Linked DNA regions of Capsicum annuum: region 1 is linked to region 2. A link is a contact called in public Hi-C data. All regions are on one chromosome and are shown on one strand. Each heading gives the region's core, a stretch centred on a gene start, on an enhancer-like site or on the middle of the called end of the contact. The rest is flanking DNA. Distances are from core to core; before and after follow the strand shown. Region 1 overlaps LOC107859413 (wings apart-like protein 2). Region 2 holds the start of LOC107859415 (clathrin light chain 1).

Region 1 (4,703 bases), core at 740-3,239, 36 kb after region 2:
TTTTTCTCTTTTTTCTCTTAACTTAAATGGTCCCTTATGTTTGTATGGTCCCTTATGTTTGTAATCTTCCTTTGCATCAGCAAGAGCATACGGCTGGCAATTGCTGGTTATTTACCAGATCATAAGTTGTCCGTTCTCGTACCCGTGCTGGAGAGATTTGTGGTATGTGATCTTGTGTAGTTCTTTGAGTTGATAATGAATGACAGCAGAAATTGTATAATTCTCTCCCAACTTTTAAAAGTTACATCCAATCTGCCGATGTTCTCTTACCAGCTGTCATCAGGAATGTGTCCATTAGGGCCCCATGACTTGGACTGTCAGTAAATTCATGATTTAATCTTTCATTAACCTGGCTAGCAAACTAACTGAGACTAGGGTGTGTTTTAAATTGAAATTACCTCGGGTCCGTGATAAATGAGTGGTGGGAAATTCATGATTTAAGCTTTCATTAACCTGGCTTGAAAACTAACTGAGTCTAGGATGTGTTCTAAATTGAAATTACCTTGGCTTTAGTGATAATGAATGGGTGGGTAAGAACCATGGGAGATCAGAGTCAAATTTTAGTAGAGACAAAACACTAGGTGATTTCTTTTCCATCTTCTCGGGCCTTGGTAGGAAGAGATACCCACTACATGTGCTGGTGCGAGGTAGTAGGTACTTGATGGAAATTGTTGAGGTGTGTGCAGGGTGCTCAGACACCACTATTATCACAACAAAGTGGGGTGACTAAATTTCAAACATCTAACTGCTTCTAACATAGTGATCTTACTGATTGCTACGAGAAAGTCTTTATAACATTGACGTTGCTTTCCTATTGACTTTTATGTGTTAATTTGTATTCTTTATCCAGGAATTCCACATGACTCTGAACATGATTTCGCCGGAGACTCATTCAACAGTGCTTGAAGTAATAGAATCTTGTAGGGTTCAGTGAGAGCAGTAGATATCTCCATTGTTTCCCTTTCCTTTCGCGTCTTTTCCTTGAAGATATGGCGACAATGAGACTGTACAGCCTACCTACCTACTCTTGTCTGCAGCATTGGTGCATTACAAATCCCATCTCAGGATTTTTAGACATGTCCTTTGTTTGACTATGATTTCTCTCATCTTTATTGAAACATATAATTTTTTCCCCTATTTTCCAGCCGATTGTCACCTTGTTTGGTGTGGGCTGAGATGCTTGTACATGCAGAAAGATTATGAATGTGTAACAACGATTGTAATTTCTAGTAATTTTTTAGTTGATGGTTACTCTCTCTTGACAACTTGTTATGCACTTTTATCTTTTCTTTTTTTTTGTTGTGTCATTATGAATCTGTCACCTCTCACTGGAGAGGGAAAAAAAACTTAGTAGTTCCTACTTTTGCTGCTTTTACGTTTGTTTCACTTGTGTACCCTTTTTGTTCTCTAAAAGGGAAGGGAATAATTTAGTTTTGAATTATGACCTTTTGATTAGAATGGTGTTTCAGAATTTTCTTTTTTGGAAATATGGGGAAACTTTTTCAAAATAATTTCGTTGTTAATTTACTTTCCGTAGGTTTCGAACAAACCCAAAACCGCAGTGGTCAATAAACTGCTGGTAATTTAAGCTACTGTCACCTACTACTCCCCCTCCATCTGACAATACTTGTTACGTACGTACATGTTGAAAAACAATTACTAAATCACTATTTGAATATAATAAATTTTATGTCTTAAAAAATACGTTAGTGATGAATAATAATACTATGCACAATCTATCTGAAAATCACAAACATCACCAAAACACTACGAACAAGAAATTACAGACACACGCATAACACCATGACGACAACACAATCACTCCTTCCTACTACTAACCCTCTGTCCTAATTCGCGTCCTCCACACCTTCCTGTCTAGAGTCTTGTCCTCAGTAAGCTGTAACTGCTCCATGTCCTGTCTAATTACCTCCCTTCAATATTTCTTAGGCCTACCTCTATCCGCCTGAAGGCATCGATAGCCAACCTCTCATACCTCGGTGTTGGGGCATTTGTGCCCCTCCTCATCACATGCACGAATCATCTCAAACTCACTTCCCGCATTTTATCTTCCACTGAAGCTACTCTCACCTTCTTTCGGATAATCTCATTTCTAACTCTATCTTTACTAGTAAGTCCACACATCCAAAGCAGTATCCTCATCTCCACAACCTTCAACTTTTGGATGTGGAAGTTCTTGATTGGCCAATACTCCCCTCCATACAACATAGTCAGTCAGACTGTCACTCTGTAGAACTTGTCTTTAAGCTTAGGAGGCACTTCTTATCACACTAGACTCTGAAGTGAGCCTCCATTTCAATCACCTTGCACCAATACGATGTGTCATTCTCGTCAATCTTTTCATTTCTTTGAATCATAGACCCAAGATACATGAAACTATCTCTCTTCCAAATGGCTTGGAACTCCAGCTTCACTACCATGTCAGTCTCATGCGTCAAATCACCGAACTTGCACTCCAAGTATTTCATCTTGGTCCTACTCAATCTAAACCCTTTAGGCTCTAGGATTTATCTCAAAATCTCCAACTTATCATTATCTCCTCCCCGGATCTTGTAAATGAGAACAACATTATCAACAAATAACATACACCAATGCACCTCCCCTGAATACGCCACGTTAGAACATCCGTCACCAAGGAGAATAAAAACGAACTAACAGTTGATCCCTGGTGCAATCCTGTCAAAACAAGAAAGTGTTCCGAATCTCCTCCCATCGTTCTCACCTGCGTCTTCGCTCCATCGAGCATATTTTGAGTCGACCTATTGTACGTCATGAGAACACCTCTAGCCTCCAATTACACAGAACCTCACTGGGGACTTTGTCTTACGCTTTCTCAATATGGAAAGATATTAATATAATGTAAAAAAGAAAAGTCCTAAATAAAGATGGTAATAAATAAGAGTAATTTAGTCAAATTGCCTCTTGTTAATGTTTTTCTTAAATGTGCGCAATTTAAAAAGGTGACAAGTAAATAGGAACAGATGGAGTATTTAATAGGAAGGGTAAAATAGGTAGAAAAGGATAATTATTCATTGATTTTTCAAACTTAACAAGTACTATTGGACATCATTTTTACAAGTATTGTTGAACGGAGAGAGTACTAATTTGGTTTTTATTACAGTATCATTTTGGAAATTGTTAATAAATTTACCTGCCAATATTATAAAACGATTACAAAAGTTTCACAATAATGAATCTAGATGCATATCAAATTTTGAAATTTGAACTTAATTGAATAGGATAAGAGTTTGTAATAGACATATTTTCTAGTTTCATACTTCTACGTTATCCCATTTCATTTTATTTTTTATTCATTGGTAAACAACTTATCAGTGTTGTACGTTGAAAGAGAGGTATATTTATTCGTCGGAAAAATTCGACCAATAGAATTGAGGGAGGAGTATATTTGTTTATGTATTTTTTATAGGTCAGATCGGGCGGTTAGATTAGAGTGTGTTTTATTTTTAGAAAATGATCATTTAACATTGATTTGAGTTTTTCTGTTAAAGGAAGGGTACAAAATAAAAGTCTCTTAACAATGTGTCCAAAGTATGACGTCGAGGGTAAATTAGACCACAAAATATGACGAAGGATATATTTAGCTAATTTTGCCAAGTATAGAGGGTAAATTTGGCCCAAAAATATGATAATAAGGGTAAACTTTAGCCTTAAGTATGACGAATTTTTAAAAGTAGACGGATAAATTTGACCAAATTCCCTATTATCACAGAGCAAGAAAGAGATGGAAAATGGCTTTCATAACATGATAATTTCTTCTTTCACTTCTTGATTTTATAGGAATTTGCAGGGTCAATGCAGCAAAATATTACATGTAGAACACAACTAGGACTTACTGAAGCTTAATATTCTTAATTAGTAGTTAAGAAAACAGAAGAAGAACAACAATAACAATAACAACGCCTTATTGGAACTTCTATTATTAGTAGATGGAGCAGCAGCAGCAACAACAACAAGAAGGTCCTACTGAAGCTTACTATTCTTTGTTAGGAATTCGAGCACGAGTTGATTAACCTCGTCGGGTAGTTGTTCTTGAACAAAATGAGTTCCTTCTGCCAAGTTAACTATCTGCATATTAGGGACTAAACTTCTGAGGATTTCACTACTAATGTAATCTTTGATTCCTGGAAATTTGAGGAAATAATCTTTCTCTCCCATAATAAACAGTGATGGAACGTGAACGGTTGGATCTGTGATATCGAGTTGTTCATGCAGTGACCTTTTGCAAGACGAAGTTCATAAACAACCAAGAAAAAAAAGGAGAAATCAGCTAAGTGCTCAGTAATTCATCAACCAGCAAAACAATTCTTATAGTTCCATTTCTTTTATCATGGTGGTTCGAGTTAGCTTGCAGACACCTCGACGATTTTACAAAGATCATGCATTTTCTCACAAGCTCTCATGTGCAATTCCTATAACTTGATTTAGCTTGTAGGTTCATGAATGTTAGTTTGCTATACTGTTATCGGTCCTAAGTCGGGGATCTATTGGAAACAGCCACTCTACTTCATCTAAGGTAGTGATATGATGTGCGTACACTCTACCCCCCACACCCCACTATGTGGGAATACACTGGGTATGTTGTTGTTCATGAATGTTAGCAACACATCTGGAATTAATCTTTTCTCAAGTCTGCCTCTCCTGGTATAAGGGCGGTCCGATTATTC
Region 2 (4,677 bases), core at 1,321-3,820:
TGATATTTTTTTTATTTTCTTCTTTTTCATTTAATCTGGCAAAACGACTCATCGTCTAGATAGACAGAATCCTCTCAAGGAAATACTCCTCTCCAGAAACAAAGTAGTTCCTTTTTTGTTGTTCAACACCTCACCTCCTTATACAAAGTCGTCGCTCATTCTTTTCTCTAAACTAAACCCCCAGAATTGTTACACTTGCAATTGCACTTCATTTTTATCAAAGGCTATTAGAAAAAAAGACAAATCTAACGGGACTCTACATGCAAGAGGCAATTAAACTTGTGCTTTAGTAAAGAAAGGAACACATAAGGGAAAAGAATGCATAAACTAACTATAAACACAGAAAATTTCAGTAAAAAAAGAAGGAGAAAACCAAGAATCAAAAACTTGGTGAATAATGGACCAAGCCTATTTTTTTAACCAAGAAAATCTTGACGGCGGTGAATGCTGACCAAGTGAAACACATGAAGTAAAATCATGTCAACCAGATTCAACACCGTGTAATTTTTCTGATTGAGATGCAAAGATGTAGTTGTAATTTTCTAATCCTGATTATACAACTGATTTTACTGTACTAAAAATGCTTTTCTTAAGCCGATGATCTATCGAAAACAGCCCCTAAGAAAGGTATGCATCCACCCTCCTAGACCCGATTTGTGGGATCACACTGGGTATTATGTTGTTATTAAAATACAAGAGAAATATTTTGTATGATTTCCCTATAAAGATGAACAGATGTGGACTAGAAATAGAAGACTGGTTTTAATCTTGTCAATAACACGCATCACCCCATGCTGGCCCCTACGTCTTAACCCCTAATCCCTTTATGCTAAAGCCCTCAAACCAATTTTCCAAATAAATGGCGAATACCAAAGGAAAAATTGTACATAACCACTTACTCTCAATAAAGAATAAGCCACCAAACCATGACTTGACATTTTCTAAAGTTCTCAAGAATACACTATCTCTTAGTACTTGTAGAAATAAATTCAAATAATAAATTTGCCAATGAAATTCAACCCCTAATCCCGAACTCTATATCATCTCATCCAAGAACCAGTCAGATTTGTTTCTGATTTTCTCTTTACACATACAGCTCCTTCAATCAAATAAGTTAAATCTTTCTCAATCCAGAAAATATTACGTATGATGTCAAGTGATGAAATAGTTCAGCAATCTTTAAACTTATGACAGGTTTTTGTCACCTTTATATGAGCTGATATCTCCTCTTTTGTAATTATGCATCTTCTTGATGCCTCCGTGATTTATAAAACACTTACTCGTAAAAAATAGTTCAGCACTTTGGACTTGATCCTTCTAACTTCTAAGTGAGAAAATTAATAAAGACATGTAAATAGATTTAAACATATTACCAGCTTACGTATATCTCAATTGAAACTTTTTAAAGTTTTTTCCCTATGCGGGACAATCCATGAACCAATACCAGGAGTTTATTCTAGCTCTAACAATAACTATTTAGTCTAAAGATAACCTAATTAGTTGTAGTCAAAAAACATTATGAGTGTCTTGACTCAAGCTTTTCTCAATTTTAGCACTAATAACTTACTAAAACCTTACTATTTTGTCCAATCGCACTAAACGCAGTAGTTTTGACAACAATTAATACAATAAAATCGAGACCAATAACATTCTCAAATACATTGATCTCAGGTAAAAGGTGAATGGCAATTAAGTACTCCAAATGGTAAAACCTACAACATTCAAATTTTCTTTTTTCCTTTTTTACTCACTTTTCTGAGATTACAGTGATCACTATCTCACACCGCTGAAACTCCTAAAATTAAGCGCAAACACAAACTAACAGATCTACTAGTATAACCTTAGATCTGCAAATCTAACTATACAAAAACAAAAGTTCCAGAATTTAATTACAGTTTAACGCCCGCAAAAAAAAAAAGGAATCACTATATAGCTTAGGAACTTTGGAATAAAACTGATCTCATCAATGATCTGCCATTTACCGTACTTAACAATAAACAATAGATCTATCAATTTTAGTTAAAAATCTTAATGAACAGCTTAAATTCAATATATTTTCATTTTTAGATCAAAATAAATTCGCGAAAATAGGAATAAAGTAGAACAAACCTTCGCCATTCACGGAGTGCAAAACCTTCCTCACGCATTTCATTCGGTGGAGGAAGAACAGGTCCATCAGAGCTAAAAATTCCTTCAGAATCTTCACCTAGATCGTAGGCCTTACCATTCCCATTCGAGATCGGAGCTCCAAACGAATCGGTTTGACCCGACCCCGACCCGAACCCGTAGGGATCGGGACTGTCGACGGTATGAGATACATGTTCCACCGTCACTTCCTCATAGTCTCCACCGAATCCACCTCCAGAGCTGTGGAACGGCGGCGTATCGGCGGTGTAAGAACCACCGCCGTAGTCTCCGTCGTCGAACGGAGTTGATGTCGCCGGTGCCGGTGAGTCACCGTCCATACTGAACGCATCAAATGAAGACATTTTCACTTTTTCTCTCTCTATAGTATGAAAATTTCTAGATTTTTCCTTCTCACTTACATGTGTTGTGCGTATATATATGTGAGAATCTATCTACTGTGTGTGTGAATTTATGTTTCTACTGTTTTTCATTCGTTTTTTTTTTAAATTAAGTCATCTTTGGTCAAAATTTGGATTTTTTATTTTTACTACATCTAAGCTAAGGTAAATTATTACAATAACAATACACTCGGTGTATTCTTATATAGCCGGATCTAAAGAGGGTAGAGTATACGTCGACCATAACACTAACTCAAATGAAATAGAGAGGTTATTTTCGATAGATCCCGGCTTAGAATCAATAATAAGATAAATTATTATAAGAAAATTTTAAGATTTGCTTTCCTTTCAAAATGGTTGACTTCTTTTAAAAAAAATTTAACTATTCTGAAAATTTTTAATGAAATTATGAAAATTTTATTATATTTTGTAATACTATTCTTATTATTAAATGACTCAATAAAGTGTATATATTTAAATTTATATTATTAAAATATAATTAATAAAATTAATGTAGTAAAATAAATTTCAAAAACATTTTTTTAAAAATAAGTGACAAATCAACAAGCGCTAACTATTTTAAAAAGAAGAAAGTAGTCAACTTTTTATTAGTTGGATGGACATTTTGTTGACAGGAGAAGATGTTATTTGTGATTATATATTTTTACTTAAAATATAGGATAATGTTTGGATAAATATATGGATTTTATTTGATCGTACAAGTACATTGATTTGAAAGGAAAAGACGCAAAAAAAAAAAATAGCTAATTTCATTTTGTAATGAGATTAAGATGTAACTTGAAAAATAAAAATAGCAAGACTCGAATCTCATTAAACGAGAAAATCAAAAATGGAAACTAAATTCGATAAGAAATTATTAAAAAAAAAAATTAGAGTCTAACTCTATCTTTAATAAACTCACCTTCTCACAAATCTATAAATTTCACTCTTTCAATCAAGTAATGGCTTTTAACATTCATTTAATTTAATATGATGAGTTGATAATATTTTTGATAATTGGAAAGCATGATAATTAACTTATTTTCCGCTAATTAAGAATCTCTATTAAAATATTTTTCTAACTTATTTAGTAAATTTTCATAATATTATTATGACAAATTTACTAGTTATTAGTATTATTATGATTATGATAGTTTCCTTTTTAACATTTGTTTGTTTTTTTTTCAACTTTAACATTTGTTGTTTAATATTTACCTTTTTGAATATGTGGTTACTTTTATTTTCCATTTTCACCCACCTTCCATAAAAATATAATTTAAAAACTATCCCTCACTTATGCTCTCTCCCCCTCCCCTTCAATCCAAAAGCAATTTTTATAGACTTTATACTTGTATTGCTTTATTACTTTCATCTCTAATTCATCAAAATTCAGAAGTTGTTCATCACCTTTAATTCATTCCAATTGAAAATCAAGTTACTACTTATGAAACAACCTTTCATGTAGTGACATGAATGTAACAAACAATTGAATTTAAAAATAATTGAAATAATTAAAGAAAACTAAGTGAATCATATTATTATATTAAAAAATTAAAAACAATTTAAATTTGACATGAATTCTTACTTTATTGCAATATATATCGAAAAGGCCTTTGTTAATTGTGTATGAACAAAATATGAATTTAAAGGCAGGGTAAGAAAGAGTTTAGCTAATGGAGATATTAACTCTTCTGGGAATTAGTAACGTGTAAACCATGTCAAATCAAGATCAATCAATATTCGAACGGAACAGATTTGAATTTTTCTTAGAATAGTTTACTAGACATCAACTGTATCATTTTGACACCTTTTGTTGATATGGGAAAATGAGTGTATCAAAGTGTGTGAGAAACTTATTTGAACGATTTTTATGCCTCTTATTTTCTTCATCTTCTTCTCCATTTTTAGCCAGTCATTTTTATTTCGTAAAATTTAAACTTCTTTAATGGTGAATAAAGGTGTAAAGCTATTTAATGCTTGATTTTTGAGTTACTCCATTGTTGACCTCACCAGTTACACTCTCACAACCTCTTCTCCGACCAATCAACTCCGGCACCTCCACAATAACACCATCATTATAACATTTTCAACCCGTAAAACCCTCAAACCATTTCCGCAAATACCAGTAACAAACCGTTACTCTCATCCGCTT

The links. A called contact is a pair of places that touch in the nucleus more often than the background predicts.
Region 1: a contact with region 2 is called in a Hi-C map of leaf, with 3 times the contacts expected there. The contact joins the enhancer-like site here to the promoter of LOC107859415 in region 2. A contact is called at or near these places in 3 of 5 Hi-C or Micro-C datasets (bud, leaf and placenta).

What each region holds. Positions count from the first base shown.
Region 1 is chr2:129,808,247-129,812,949 of UCD10Xv1.1, forward strand. LOC107859413 (wings apart-like protein 2) reads left to right here. Exons shown (of 13, transcript XM_016704416.2): 12 at 81-162; 13 at 851-1,265. The coding sequence ends at 934. It also overlaps the pseudogene LOC107859412. Among protein-coding and RNA genes, the nearest start is that of LOC107859411, 7.5 kb to the right of the region's middle. Within about 2 kb of position 1,990, at least 1 of the 5 cell types and tissues checked has an H3K27ac peak or open chromatin away from gene starts, as enhancers often do. A contact at or near this core is called in leaf, where this site is marked.
Region 2 is chr2:129,771,260-129,775,936 of UCD10Xv1.1, forward strand. LOC107859415 (clathrin light chain 1) reads right to left here and starts at 2,571. Exons shown (of 3, transcript XM_016704420.2): 1 at 2,110-2,571. The coding sequence starts at 2,489.